Linked DNA regions of Sus scrofa: region 1 is linked to region 2. The links are chromatin contacts, called in public Hi-C maps. All regions are on one chromosome and are shown on one strand. The core of a region is the stretch at or near the end of the contact, and the rest is flanking DNA. Distances in the headings are between cores, read along the strand shown. Region 1 overlaps RAD51B (DNA repair protein RAD51 homolog 2). Region 2 overlaps RAD51B (DNA repair protein RAD51 homolog 2).

Evidence for each region. A called contact is a pair of places that touch in the nucleus more often than the background predicts.
Region 1: a contact with region 2 is called in a Hi-C map of embryonic fibroblasts, with 1.8 times the contacts expected there. The contact joins two enhancer-like sites.

Annotation. Positions count from the first base shown.
Region 1 is chr7:91,918,329-91,924,709 of Sscrofa11.1, forward strand. The region is part of intron 8 of RAD51B (DNA repair protein RAD51 homolog 2); the gene reads left to right. Among named protein-coding and RNA genes, the nearest start is that of RAD51B, 330 kb to the left of the region's middle. Within about 2 kb of position 4,878, at least 38 of the 83 cell types and tissues checked have an H3K27ac peak or open chromatin away from gene starts, as enhancers often do. A contact at or near this core is called in embryonic fibroblasts, where this site is marked.
Region 2 is chr7:91,696,887-91,703,793 of Sscrofa11.1, forward strand. All of the region lies in intron 8 of RAD51B (DNA repair protein RAD51 homolog 2), which reads left to right. Among named protein-coding and RNA genes, the nearest start is that of RAD51B, 110 kb to the left of the region's middle. Within about 2 kb of position 1,580, at least 9 of the 83 cell types and tissues checked have an H3K27ac peak or open chromatin away from gene starts, as enhancers often do. A contact at or near this core is called in embryonic fibroblasts, where this site is marked.

The DNA.
Region 1 (6,381 bases), core at 3,628-6,127, 220 kb after region 2:
AGGGTCTCGAAGGCAAATGCAGTATTTCAGGACTGCTTAGGGGAACAAAGTCACTAGAAGACCGAGACTGCTACCTTGGAAGTAGGGATAAATGGTTTCAATCCAGGTTGGTTGGGTAGTTTGGTTGTTTTTTGGTATTTTGGTCTTTTTATTGGGAAGTGCCAAAAAGTTGCAGGATAAAAAGAGTACACTCAGATATCTTCACCTAAATTAATCTATTTCTAGTATTTTACCACATCTGTTCTATAGTTTATTCCATTTGTCTTTTTATTGTCTGTGTACATATATATATGTATATGTAAAACATTTTTCTGATTTGAGGGTAAATTACATTAATCTTGACCCTCAAATACTTAAGTGTGTATTTCAGAGAAAGTGGATATTCTATTACTTAACCATTGTAGAGAGTTAGCAACTTGAGTAAATTTGATTAGGTGCTTTAATCTACACTGTCATTCACAGTCCAGTTTTTGTCAATTAACCCGGTAATGTAGGGGTGTCCTTTACAGCACTTGTTTTTCCCTCCAGCACAGGAAAAAAAGTCTAGTGTGGTATTGCAACTAGTGGTCATTCCTCTTTAGTTTCCTTTAATCCGGAACTGGAATATATTCTTTTTCTTTTATGACTGACATCCTTGAAGAATATGGTCTGATACGGTCTTTCTGTCTCCCTCCACTGCCCCGCTCCCCGCCCTAAAAATTTTGTCTGATGTTGCCTCATGAGCAGATTGGGGTGCTGCTGTCTCAGCCAGATGATGTTCTGTTCTCATGGTATCATATCTGGAGACACATGGTATCCATCTGCCCCTCACTGGTGATGTCAATTTTGATTACCAGGTCAAGGTATTATGAAATTTTCCTCTATATAGGTACTGCTTTTTCCCTTACAGGCCCTACGTCAGTGGGAAGCAAATATCTTGTTCCTCATTGTTTACCTAGATTTAGTGTCTGTTGATGATACAGCCTGGATATAATCCAAGCTTAATAAGATAGTTGGATAATCAGTTTTCCAGCTCCTAACATTGTCTCCACATTTCCAGTCATCACTAGACATTTTCCTGTGAGCAAGAGAGCTATCTCTTCTCCTCATCTATTTAACCACCCAGTCCTTCCTCCACCCATCCCTTACAAGTTTGGGTTTATAGAGTCCTATTTTTTTCAGTGGTTAATGCTGTACTGAATTACTATGGTGCTCACATTGTCCCATATTTTACCAATGCACTCTTGTGTCATACCCCCATCACCCTGGCTCATTTTCTTCATTTTTTAAATATTAAATTCCTTACTTTTTTTTGCATAACAGGTTATCTTAGGCTCATCTTCTACCTAGCCTTTCTTAGTGCTCAAATTACCCATTTCTCCAAGAACCCCCATTATTTTTTAGTGGAAATGGCAGTAGAGACCAAATTCTGAAAAAAGGTACGCTCATTGCTATTGGAGTCTCTTTATTTCTTGGCCCTTTAGTAGAGAGAGGTGAGAAATACACACACATACGCACACAATACATATATATATTTTGGAAATTATGAATTCATTCTGATACTCTCAATTTTAGTCCAGTCCCACAGGGTTCATTTTTGCTCAATTCCGTCTTCTATAGCTTCCTGTTTGAAATAATGATGAGGCAAAATGGTGAAGAAGTCCAGCATGCAGTGGGGGAGACAGAAAATTGAAACTCACGCGAAAGGGCCAGGTGTAGTGATTAAGATTAGAGTGTCATCCATTCAGAGTAAGGCAGAAGGAGAGTTTGCCAAATCCAAATAGGTGAGACTGTGAGAGAAAGATAATGAAAGAAGGAGCAGAGGATGGCCACTCAATCTTGAGATGCATGAAGAAGTTATAGTAGGAGAAGAGGCCAAGTAAGACTTGCTCAGGGAAGGAAATACAGCTAATGAAGTTAAAAAGGAGGAGGAGAAGCCAGTGCTAGGTAGAGTCAGGCTGATCAAGACCGGAAAGGTTTTCAGTGGTCAGATACTTTGACGTGATCAGAGAAAATTGAAGACTGAGCCTTTAGATTTGTTATATGATTACCAAAGATTTTAAAAACTAGAGCTCATTTGAGATTTCTTTTGAGAATACAACCTTAAAGTAGCCATGTAGCTCATGTGCATTCATATTTGATTAATGTTTTGGGGACATTTATCTTTAATTTTTCTTAACTTGTTAGATATGTTCACCAAATATTATTTTGTTTCTAACTACATGCTAAGTATGCTCTGTGTATAAAGTGACCAAATCTAAGAGGCATTGTAGACAGACTATTTTTAGGGAACTGGTGTTTTTCTTTCAAAGCTCGGTTAGCATTTGGAATCGATATACAGTATAATATTTAAAAGAAAAACAGCATATTTCCTCATCCCCCAAGAGGTTTCTTAAAATAGCATGTAATCTTACCTACAGTGGGAAAAGTCTCAAATTTTATAAATTGGGTTGGCTCTAACTCAGATTACCTGACCAGGAGAGCCCCCAAGAAAAACAAGGCTTAGTAAAGGTTATAGTAATGATAATTAAGAAATTTGTGTTCTGCATGCTGGGCCTCCCTCACTAAAGGCAGTGACCCAGCCTGCGGCTCCTGGCACCATTTCGACTGCTGAGACATGCTGTCTTTTTAGAGAGAAGTCCAAACCAAATCTTTGCCCACTTTGAAAGCCAAAATATTCTCCTCATTCCTTTCAGCCACAGAAAGGGCTGAGCTTTCGCTAATGGGATCCATGTCTTCATGACCTGTTGATGCATCAACCTGTTTTCTTACATGGCATGTAAGCCATAAAGGGTTTAATTTTAGTTGTTTTTCTTCACAGAGTCATGGAGTGTTAAAAGTGCTAGAAGCCAGAAAGGATCTTTGAGGTCAACTGTTTTCAGCCTCTCACTTTCTAGATGAAAACACCAGGGCTCAGAGAGGTGAAATAATGTATCCGTGGCCCCACAGCTGGAACATCGCAGAGCTTGAACTCAGGCCAGTGGACCCTCCTCCCAGGTCTGCAGCTGCACCATACATCACAGCATCTCTATTCAACAGCAAAACCTCTCTGGGGTTATACATTATATTCAAGATGTTGTGTGGGAAATCTGCGTGGTAACAAGCTGTTCTCTCTTAGAGCTGTACCAGGGCTCAGCAGCAGTTTGGTAGCCAGCACTCACAAAGCAAACCCTGTGAGCATCTGAACATGAAATCTTTTCTGAGTGGAATGGAATCAGTGGAGATCTCTGATCGGCTTGTCTTGAGGTGAAGTTCTGATTTGCTGAGAGGTTGAAAATGTTCTCTAGGTGGTAGTGCTCCATGGAAGCCCTTTCTTCTCTCATGATGGGGGCTCCAGTGTGCAGAATCTGATGGACTGGGAGGATTTTCTGTCCCTTCCCATCGTAAGACTCAAAGGCATTAGATTCAAAATAGTATTTCTTTCTCCTTTCTTCCAAGAGCAAACACGTCTGCTCTAGTATGCTCATGTCTGATACTTAGGAACGTATGGGAGCCTGCTTCCATTTTATCTGATTTTAGTCAACGAATATTTACGGCACACTGTGTGAGTCAGGCACCATGCTAGGTGCTGTGAGGTGCACAGGGCACTGGAGAACTGCTGGTCGTCCTTCCTGAGCTCAGGGGAGTGGCCGAGTGTGCAGCAACCGCTGCTGACCATCTCTGAGTGGTCTCTGATGGGTGGCCTCTCTGGTTTCCAGGGTCTTGTGTTTTCAGAGCTTCACTGGTTCTCCCTCAGGGCAAGTGGTCCCTCCCCTGAAGATTCCCTTCAAAAACGCAAGGTTTTCCAAGCGCACCGAAACAGGTTTTTCTGTCTCCTTCATTTCATTGCTCTTCAGCATTTGAAAGAACTGAAGTGAGGACAAGGAGAGAGATGATTTCGGTCTGAAAAAATGTGAGAGTCTCCTTTAAATCTACCGTGGAGAAAATGACGGAAAAATACTCAATACCCTCAGGGCTCCCCTGCCCTTTGAATACTCCTGCTGTAACTACTACCATCGTGTTAGAAGATGCTTGCTGTGTGTTTAGGCTTCAAAGAAAGGAATTATCCTGAGAACTTTTAGTAATGACTCTTTTATTGTAACCTTGGTTTTCTTCCTCCTGCTAATCTTTTAAAATGGGTATTGCAGGAAGCTGCTTGCCAGGCTATAATACAGCTCCAGGGAATGTAGCACATGATCTTTCTCCTTATTTGGCAGTGAAATTTCATCAGGCTGTATTCATCTGAGTGAAACACACTCTAGGAATATCTTTAGTTCTATAGCGGGGAAAAGTTGAGACCAGGTAACAATGGAGCCACAGTGGTTTATTTGTCCTTCCTGAAGCGGATAAAAAGTGATCCAGTATCTGTGTTGCCTTATCAAGGACACCAGGGCCCGAGGGTGAGCACTGCCGCAAACACAGTCTTGTCCGGGGGTGTTTTGCTTTAAAGATATTAGGGATGATAACTCAGCATAGTGTATGTTGACGCGAAGCCCTGGGCTTGCTCGCTCGGATGACTAGGCCTTGGGCTAGTTAAGGGTGGTGGGGTGATGCTTAGGTGTGTCTTGGTTGCAGTTGGTTAAGACTGGGTGGACTGTGGTAGCAGTCCTGACGGCTGTAGTGTCATAGAAAACAAATCAAGACAAAATAAAACAAAACAAGACAAGACAAACAAACAATAAAACCCTCCTGAACATGAAGCAGCTCCCTACCTGTAACAGACAATAATCTCCACCTCACAGAGTTTGTGTGAGGGCAAAATGAGAAAATATTCAGGCAAGTGCTTTGTAACCTCCACAGCACTCTGCAGAAGCAAGCAGATGTGCTTGTAATCGTTATCACAATGACGTGGACTGAGTAATTCCCCAGATATTTATGCTAAGGTCCGTCAGAAAAGAGTAGGCAGGTCACTTGACCAAACAGGATTCTGCATGGCCCAGAAACTCCCAGTTTGAGTCACAGAGTGAAATGAAAGGCCATGGGAAGTGTGCTCCATTTAAAATATTGTTTCATTTTCATATTCTATTCTTTACCAACAAACTCTTTCCAGTGACTTTCACTTTCAAGTTCTCAAACTTGTTCCGTGTCAGTAATGTTCCCACACTTGAAAATTTGCATCGTCTTCCTCGATCTTGCCTCTGAGAAGCCTGTGTATCTGACTAATGCACTGTGGTCAGAATGAAAGCATTGCTCAGGGTGCATTTCCTAGGTAGGAATGTCTAACATCAACAAGTGGCCCAGCCCAGAACATTCTCTTTGGCCCTTTCTCCTGCCCTCCTCAGCCAATGCCAAGCTCTGATTTGTTTGCATATAGGGCTGCTTCCATTTTTAGTCTAGGGGCCTGACTGCCTGTGTGCAGGACGTTTTCCATGTTTAGAGCCCGCACGAGTGCCTGGCTACCTGCTTTCTTCTCTAAGTGGGAGTGTTAAAACAAGGCAGTAAACTCTTCTATGACAAGACTATTGAGGGGCCAAGGTGTTCTGGCTCAATCTCAGGAACCATCATCTTGAAAAAGTGCATGTGTCTCTCTGTCATCTTCCAGCATCCTTCTCATAAATCCTAGAAAATATTTAGCCCAGAAGAAAAGCCATGCACGTAGGGTTATGCTTTGCCTAGTGTCTAAGCTGGTGTTAGGCCTCTTAGTATCTAAGGGGAAGCAGGATGAGGGGTGTCTTTTGGGGCCCAAGAGATAGAACTAAGGTCATGGGGGGAAGCTACGCAGAGACTGATTTTGAGTTAATAATGTGAAGACTTGTTGTTGTTGCCGCCTTTTTTTAATGGCCACACCTGTGGCATATGGAAGTTCCCAGGCTAGGGGTTGAATTGGAGCTGCAGCTGCCAGCCTATGGCAAAGCCACAGCCACTAGGGATCTGAGCCATGTCTGCGACGTACAGATCCCTAGTGGCTAGCTCAAGGCAACACTGGATCCTTAACCCACTGAGTAGAGCCAGGAATTGAACCCTGCATCCTCATGGATACTAGTTTGGTTCATTACCACTGAGCCATCAGAACTCTAAACATTGTTCTCATAGTGCTGTCCAAAGTTGCCTCAAGAGTCTGTGAGTTTCCATTACTGGGGTTATTTAAAAGTAAGCTAGACAACCAGTGAGGGTATATTGTAGAGAGGATTTATGTTATTGGACTAGGTAACTTTTATTTTTCAAACTGTTTTGGAGTTTTTAACCATGAAAGTACTGCATGTGTTTTAAAACAAAATAACCCAGGGCTATACAAAGAATGAGTTAATAATCCTTTTTCTTTCTCTTCTCTCTGATCATATTGCCTTTTTTCTATACCCTTTCTCCACTGAAACCAATCTTTGGAGAAGAGAGAAAAAAGAACATCTCAAATCCTATCTCTGTACTACTTTACCCAACCTAAATATGGTAGATGTGTCTTTAAGAGGTCAAAAAGAAAATAAG
Region 2 (6,907 bases), core at 330-2,829:
AAACAGTGTCAGAAAAGTTCAGATGCAAGAAAGTATGACTAAGAACACTCTGTCTAGGCAAGCTGTTGAGGAATAAAGGCATTAGGCATATTATAATCTTCAAATGTGAGAGAACCCAGAGATTACAGCATCTCTGAGATCTTCCTGGAAAAACCTACTTGTTAAAATTTAGCCAATGAAGAGATGAATCAAAATAAAAAATGGTTTTGAATATAAATACATTTATGTATAAATAAGATTTAGAAACTATAGAAACTATGGTAACAGTACAGTGTGAACATTATACATCATGGTGAAATAAAATTGGGAGGTAGGTGGAAGGGAAATGGAAATTTTTAATCACCTTATCTTTCATAGCAACAATTCAGTGTAGTCTAAAATTTAAAATAGTTTTAAAGTAATATTAATCTCCTCTATGATTTTATCATTTTTGTTAAACTTGGGTTTTTTATAGTTATTCTTTCTGAGTGAAGAAACAGTTATTTAAGGTTTAAAATTTCTTCAGTTTCATTTCAGCTTCTGTTATTTTCAAATAAAATGAAAATTGATATATTTTTATTTTTAAAGTGAATACACTCCTATCCCAGAAATAATACATTTATTTTGTTCATTTATCCATCCGTATTATGAGTAGTTGTCTGAAGTGACAGTCACTGAATGTTAATACTGAATATTTCTCAATGGTGAGATTTTGGATCATTTGTGACTTTTTTTGTTACATATTTTGTATTATTTGAATATTGTTAGACTCTTTTAGTGCAAATGATGCAATGAACTTACTACCCTGAAAAATGGATTTACACCTATACAGTTTTTCAAATACACGGTTTAAAATCCTCATTTCTTTTAAAATTTATCATGACCATTTTCCTCTTGCTGTGATGTTTAACAGCTCCCAGTATTTTATGGCTGTGACATATTTCTCCTTCCAATCCTGATCTCAGTTTCTTCATCTTCTAATTACTGAGTTGGATTAGATTAGTGTTTCCCATCTTTCTCTTTAAACTGTAGAACCTTTCCAATAAATAAAACAATTTATAACTCTTGGAATACAGTTTCAAAGCTGTACAGATTAGGTAATATCTAAGGTTTATTTCATTTTACCAGAAAAATTAGTTTTTTTTCCTTAGGAATTTTTTTTTTTTTTTTTGAGTGACTGACTGTTCTCCATGTGTTCAAAAAAGAAAAGTCAAGTAATAGCCATATCTTAAGAAATTTAAAGTGAAAGGGAAGGGCCTCTAAAAAACTATCTCATCTATTTCCCTAACTTTTAGATCTAAGGAAACCAAATTTAAGTTGCTTAAGTAACATTACACAGCCCACTGAAATGAATGAGACTTGAACCCAGATCTTCTGACTTCCTATGCTAATCTTTCCTCTTATAGCACATGTGAATATATATTTTTAAATGATGGGCAGGAAAGATGCAATTTTATCTTAACTTACTTCACATGTAGACTATCTTGTAAATGTCAGGAAATACACTTAATTTATAGTGTTTTTGTTTTCTTCCTCATGAAAAAAGATCAGCGGTGCAGGCTTTTATTGAACTCTTACGTTCCAGGAGTTAGAAAGGAAAGTGAGTGGGATTTTGGTGAGGAAGAAAGCATTTACTTGTCAAGGATTTGGAATTTACTGTGGTTAGTGAGATTAAAATAAAACTAAAACTTGACTTGGCAAAGGATTAAAAACAAAACAGCTCCAGAGTGTGTGCACATTGTGGAGAAGATGCCGTTTTTTCCTTCAGGCGTCCAAGGAGGAAGGGAATATTGTTTCTTTGTGTTGCCGGAGTTGATTTATTTAGTTATGATTTCACAAACCCCAGAAAACATTGCACAATATTAACCAGAACAAATGGTGGTTTTTTTTTTTTTTGTTTGTTTTTTTTTTTTTTTTTAGTATCTCCCCCCTTCAGGTTTTCCAAATAAAACAGCGTGTTTTTTTTTTGTTTTTTTTTTTTTTCCCAAATTGTTTAAATGGCTCTGATTATGTTTGACTGTTGGGTGTGGCAGGTTTTAGAATCTTAAGTGGTAGTACAGGTTCCTGAACAAGAAAGAGAATTAAAGGTGATGTGACTTGATTACTGGAATGTGTAGAATGTGAAGTCCCGAGAGGTATTCGGGTCGCCGCAGGCTGCTCTTCATAATAGACCCTCTTGTTAAAAGCCCTATTATTATTGGAAATTTATTTTGGAAGCCACTAAAGCAGAAATTTGACAGGAAAGTAAAACAAACCACCTTGTCTCATATTTCCTTTCCACACAGGCCTTTTGAAGAGATATCTTAAATATTGTCAAGTCTCAATTATCCTGGGAGAGCTTAGCATTAGCCCCATCCTCACAAACTGGAATTAAATGCACATGGCATTGCACTAGGTGCAGTGGAGACAATTAGCAAACAAGATCCTTATCCTTTTGCAGCGTACTAAGAGTTAGTTGATAGGCCAGCATGTAATTCAACAAATCCCAATCTCATTTTTCCACACTCTCTAAACACCCCCTCCCTTCCAGTATTCTCTGTCTTCTTTAATGGCTCCCCATCCGCTCAGCCAGAAACCTCACATCCATCTTGAGTCCTTATGTTCTTTTAGGTTCCCCAACCAATCTGTCAACAAGTCCTGTCTCTCCTATCTCCAAAATTGCTTTTGAATATGTTTGTTTCCTTTTCTCCATTCTCATTGCCCTGTTTAGGCCCTTTTCATCTTTCATTTCAATTCTTAGGAGAGCTGCTTATCTACTTTCAGGCTATTTTCCGGTCCATCCTCCATACTGCTGTCAAATCTCTTTCTTTAAAGACAGAACTAATCACATCATTCTCTGGCTTGAAAACTTTTGATGGGCTCCCATTACATTTAAGGGATAAATTCTAAAAACTTCTTAGCTTGTCACAAAATGTTTCGTAATCTGGCCCCAATCTACTTATTCTCACCTCATTTTTTGCCACATCCTCTCACCCCCATTTCCAAATACACAGAGACATTTACACTTGTCCCACCAGCTTCCTCATTAGTTTCCTGGCTTGCCATCTCCTTGTACTTTTGATCATACTGTTCCTTGCCCCATGCACACAGAATACTCTTTCTTGACTGCCATCATCCCCAATCCCAGTTGCCTCCCCTCCAACCCCAGAAATTGTTGACTGTTTTCAGTTTGATATCTATCCTTCACAGCAGAGCTTTTTTTGTGCATTGCCTTAGAGATAGACATATGGGTAGATAAGTAGGCTTGTGAAAGACATATAGTGCTGTGTGTGCGTGCGCTTCCCCCCCCTCAAAAATATCATATGTATTGCCTCTCATTGGGCAAACTTGCTTTCTAGATTCTCCACTTATCTTGGAGGTCTTTTCATTTTAGCATATAGAGATGATTTACTACATTTTTTCAGCTTCTACCACATAGTATCATCTTTAGGGCTAGTTAGAATTTTCCTTTTCTGTTGGTAATCTCATATGGTCAATTAGAAGGTAAAAGAAAAAAATTATAGCAAGCACGTATAGATTCTGATGCCAGTTAAACAAAGGAAGACGTTTGCAATTGCTGGCTGGGGGAAGGAATGTTTTCCTTAAAAATTAGGCTGTCTTAGAAACTCTGTTGGACCCAGTTCAAAGAATATCACCGACATTAACACCCTCTCCCCTCCCCCACGCCCCCAGCTATTGGCGTTGCTGGAAATTAAATGTAACCAGGGCTCTTTATGGTATGTGTACATCTGTTTTTTCCTTTTCCATATGCTTAAGTCCTCCCTCCACAATTGCTTCTGTTTAGCACTTAATTTAAATTCCCAAATTAAGTCAAGAGGCGAATTTGAAATCTGTACATTGAAAGAGTTTGATGATCTTCGAGGCCTTTTAGAGCTCTAGAATTCTTTTAAGTTAGAGATAGTTTTATTTCAGGGAATATATTCTGATAAAATTAAATTTTCTTTATTTAGGTTGTAGCTAACTGTGACTAAAAGTAATTTAATAATATTGAGATAGATGAAACTTGTGCTACTTGTCACTATTCCTTGAAGCATATTTATGAGACTGACATGCTGCCTACGGTGCTAATGAAGCACCTTTGAAGAATGATCATTTAATGTTCAAAGTAAACCACTCAAAGGACTTAATAACTGTCAAGTATTATTATTACCTCCAAGCTGTAGACTTAACTAGATTGGACTATTAGTATCTAATTTTTTTCTTTTTTCTTTTTCCCTATATAAAGCTAAGAAATGTAGAACTTAGTCAAGTGAAAGTGAATGGGAGATTGCTTCTGAGAAAGTATTTGTGAGATGTTTGCACTTGTAATACTTTTGAGTGTTTAAAGATTTAGAGGTACCACCAAATACCAGGAGCAAAAGGTTAGGAGTCAGGAATGGGGGAATCCGTTTCAGCCCATCACTGCCTCACTGGGTAATTGCAGGTCACTCCTTGCTTTTAAAATTTCCCATGTGTAACATGTAGTAGATTATTTCTGACTCTTAATTTGCCCAGGAATGTTTTGTGAAATAATAAAGATAACCACTGCCAGTTATTTTGTGTTCTTGGTAAAGATTCTGTGTAAATTAATAGTGCTAGGGTGGTTATTGCATAATTTAAGAAAGTTCTTGAAAGTGAGGGAAGGACCCAGAATAGGTCACCTAAAGATTTTATCATTTTTCTTAGGCCAATGAAAAGTTTTCTGCGTTTGATAGAGCAATGCTGAAAACTACTATCAAAGTTAAGGTTTGTAACATTGTGGGAGCTGATCTTGATGTATACAGTTCTTTCCAAATTTCATGTTCTGAGTCATTTGATGACTTTTACAAAAGTTAGTGACCCACCTTTAAGGTGTTTTTTTTTTGGGGGGGGTGTTATATTTGTCTTTTTATATTTGTTGAAATATTCTTCATGAGTCCTGGCATTTAGATAAGCTTGGAGTAGAAAGTCATATGTAAAATTTGTCATTTCACTTGGTGGAGAAAATTTGCCACTTTTTGGTGGAGTTATTGTGTCAGGTTCTCTTTCTGAATTCCGTTTTTCATCTTCTTGTGACTGGTTGTTTTTTTGTTGTAAAAACCTGTGAGAGACTCTAAACGTCCTTGAAAAATACTCGTTTTTTCTTTTGGTTGAAACAGAACGCTAGTAAACTTTCTCTTTAAAGAAAAAACAATTGCGGACAAAAGGAGATACTTCTTTGAGCAAAGAGTTTTAAAGAAATGCATTCTTTTCTCATTGTACTTCTTTCCAAATTAATGTCACCCCCGGGGGTGTGAGAATTCTTTCAAAGTTTAATGTCCAACTGGTGAACAAAACTGACGCTTGATTGCATGGAGGCCAGCAGTGTTTGCTGTGTATTTTCTGCATCTGGAGACTATTCCGTTGTGATGTGAAAAATTAAGATTACAATTTTTAAAGTATATATTTCACAATCAAAGTATTTATAAACACATATGAAACTTGTTCCACGTGTAACCTATGCTGAAATGGAATGGTCGTGTTTATAACTCAGTAGGTAAACTACTCTGGAATGCTTCAGGCCCATCTCGGCTGAGGCAAGACATTTTGAACTGATAATGTAAGGAAGGGTCTGTTTCTTTATTTAGCAGTTTCATATGAATCTAAAAAAGATGGCTGATGTCTGGTTACTTCCAAATTTAAGTTTGCTATACTAATGCCAGTAGAACTTGTTTTCTTTCTGTTTGTAGATTTAATAGTTGGTCTTGGAATATGGATTTGCAGGTTAAAAAAAAGTTTGCTTTTTTTTTTTTTTTTTTTTGCTTTTTAGGGCATATGGAGGTTCCCAGGCTAGGGGTCTAATCAGAGCTATAGCTGCCGGCCTACACCACAGCCATAGCCACAGCAACTCGGGATCTGAGCTGCATCTGTGGCCTACACCACAGCTCACGGCAACCCACTAAGTGAGGCCAGGGATCGAACCTGCAACCTCATGGTTCCCAGTCGGATTTGTTTCCACTTCTCTGCAACGGGAACTCCAAAAGTTTACTTTTTTTGATTCCTCTTGAACTTTAGAATTCAAATCAGTCAAATAACTGGGAAGGGTGTTTAGGATACCATTGACATTCTTTGCGTTTCTGTCATTTTTCCACCTGCAAACTTAAACTGAATTGCAGTTTTGCACTTAAAGATAAATTGCTGTGAAAATAAAGGCAGTTTAATAGCATTATAGAAAACTTGAAAAATGGAGAGAGGAGAACGAACTGTTATAGATAGGATTTGAGGTAAGTTTTAAAGGATACATGGTTCTTGATGTATTCCAGACTATCCCTTGGACATTTTTTGATCTGTGTGACAGTTGTGTGTTATATGTTTTACGACCATGTGGTCTTCCTGCTTTGATGGAAAGAATTGGATATTTATTCTCTACCTACACTATAATCTTTTAAAAAAATTCTAATTTAAAAAATTTTTAATTTTTATTGTATTTGATTTACAGTGTTAGTTTCCAGTGTAAAATGACTCAGATATATATATCTGAACATATATATATATATTCTGAACACATACACACACATATATATATATATAAAGAACATATATATATATTCTTTTTCATATTCTTTTCCATTATGGTTTATTACAGGATATTGAATATAGTTCCCTGTGTTATATGGGAGGACCCTGTTGTTTCTCTCTTTTATATATAATAGTTTCCATCTGCTAATCCCAAACTCCTAATTTATCCCTCTCCCACCCCCTAAAATATAATCTTAACATTTTTCCATCTATAAAATGATAGTAGCTATATAATTTGAGATTTATTTAATTCAGTGGAGGCAGACCTTTTAAGGTTGTAGAAATGACTTGTCACATTAGCCCATTCTTCTGTGTTTAAGAATGGAACCATATCCTTTGGGGGGGGGCATAAAAGTAAAGATTAGGCTCCTGAGATTGTTTGAGTGCTTTATCATGTTCTAGCTGGTGATAT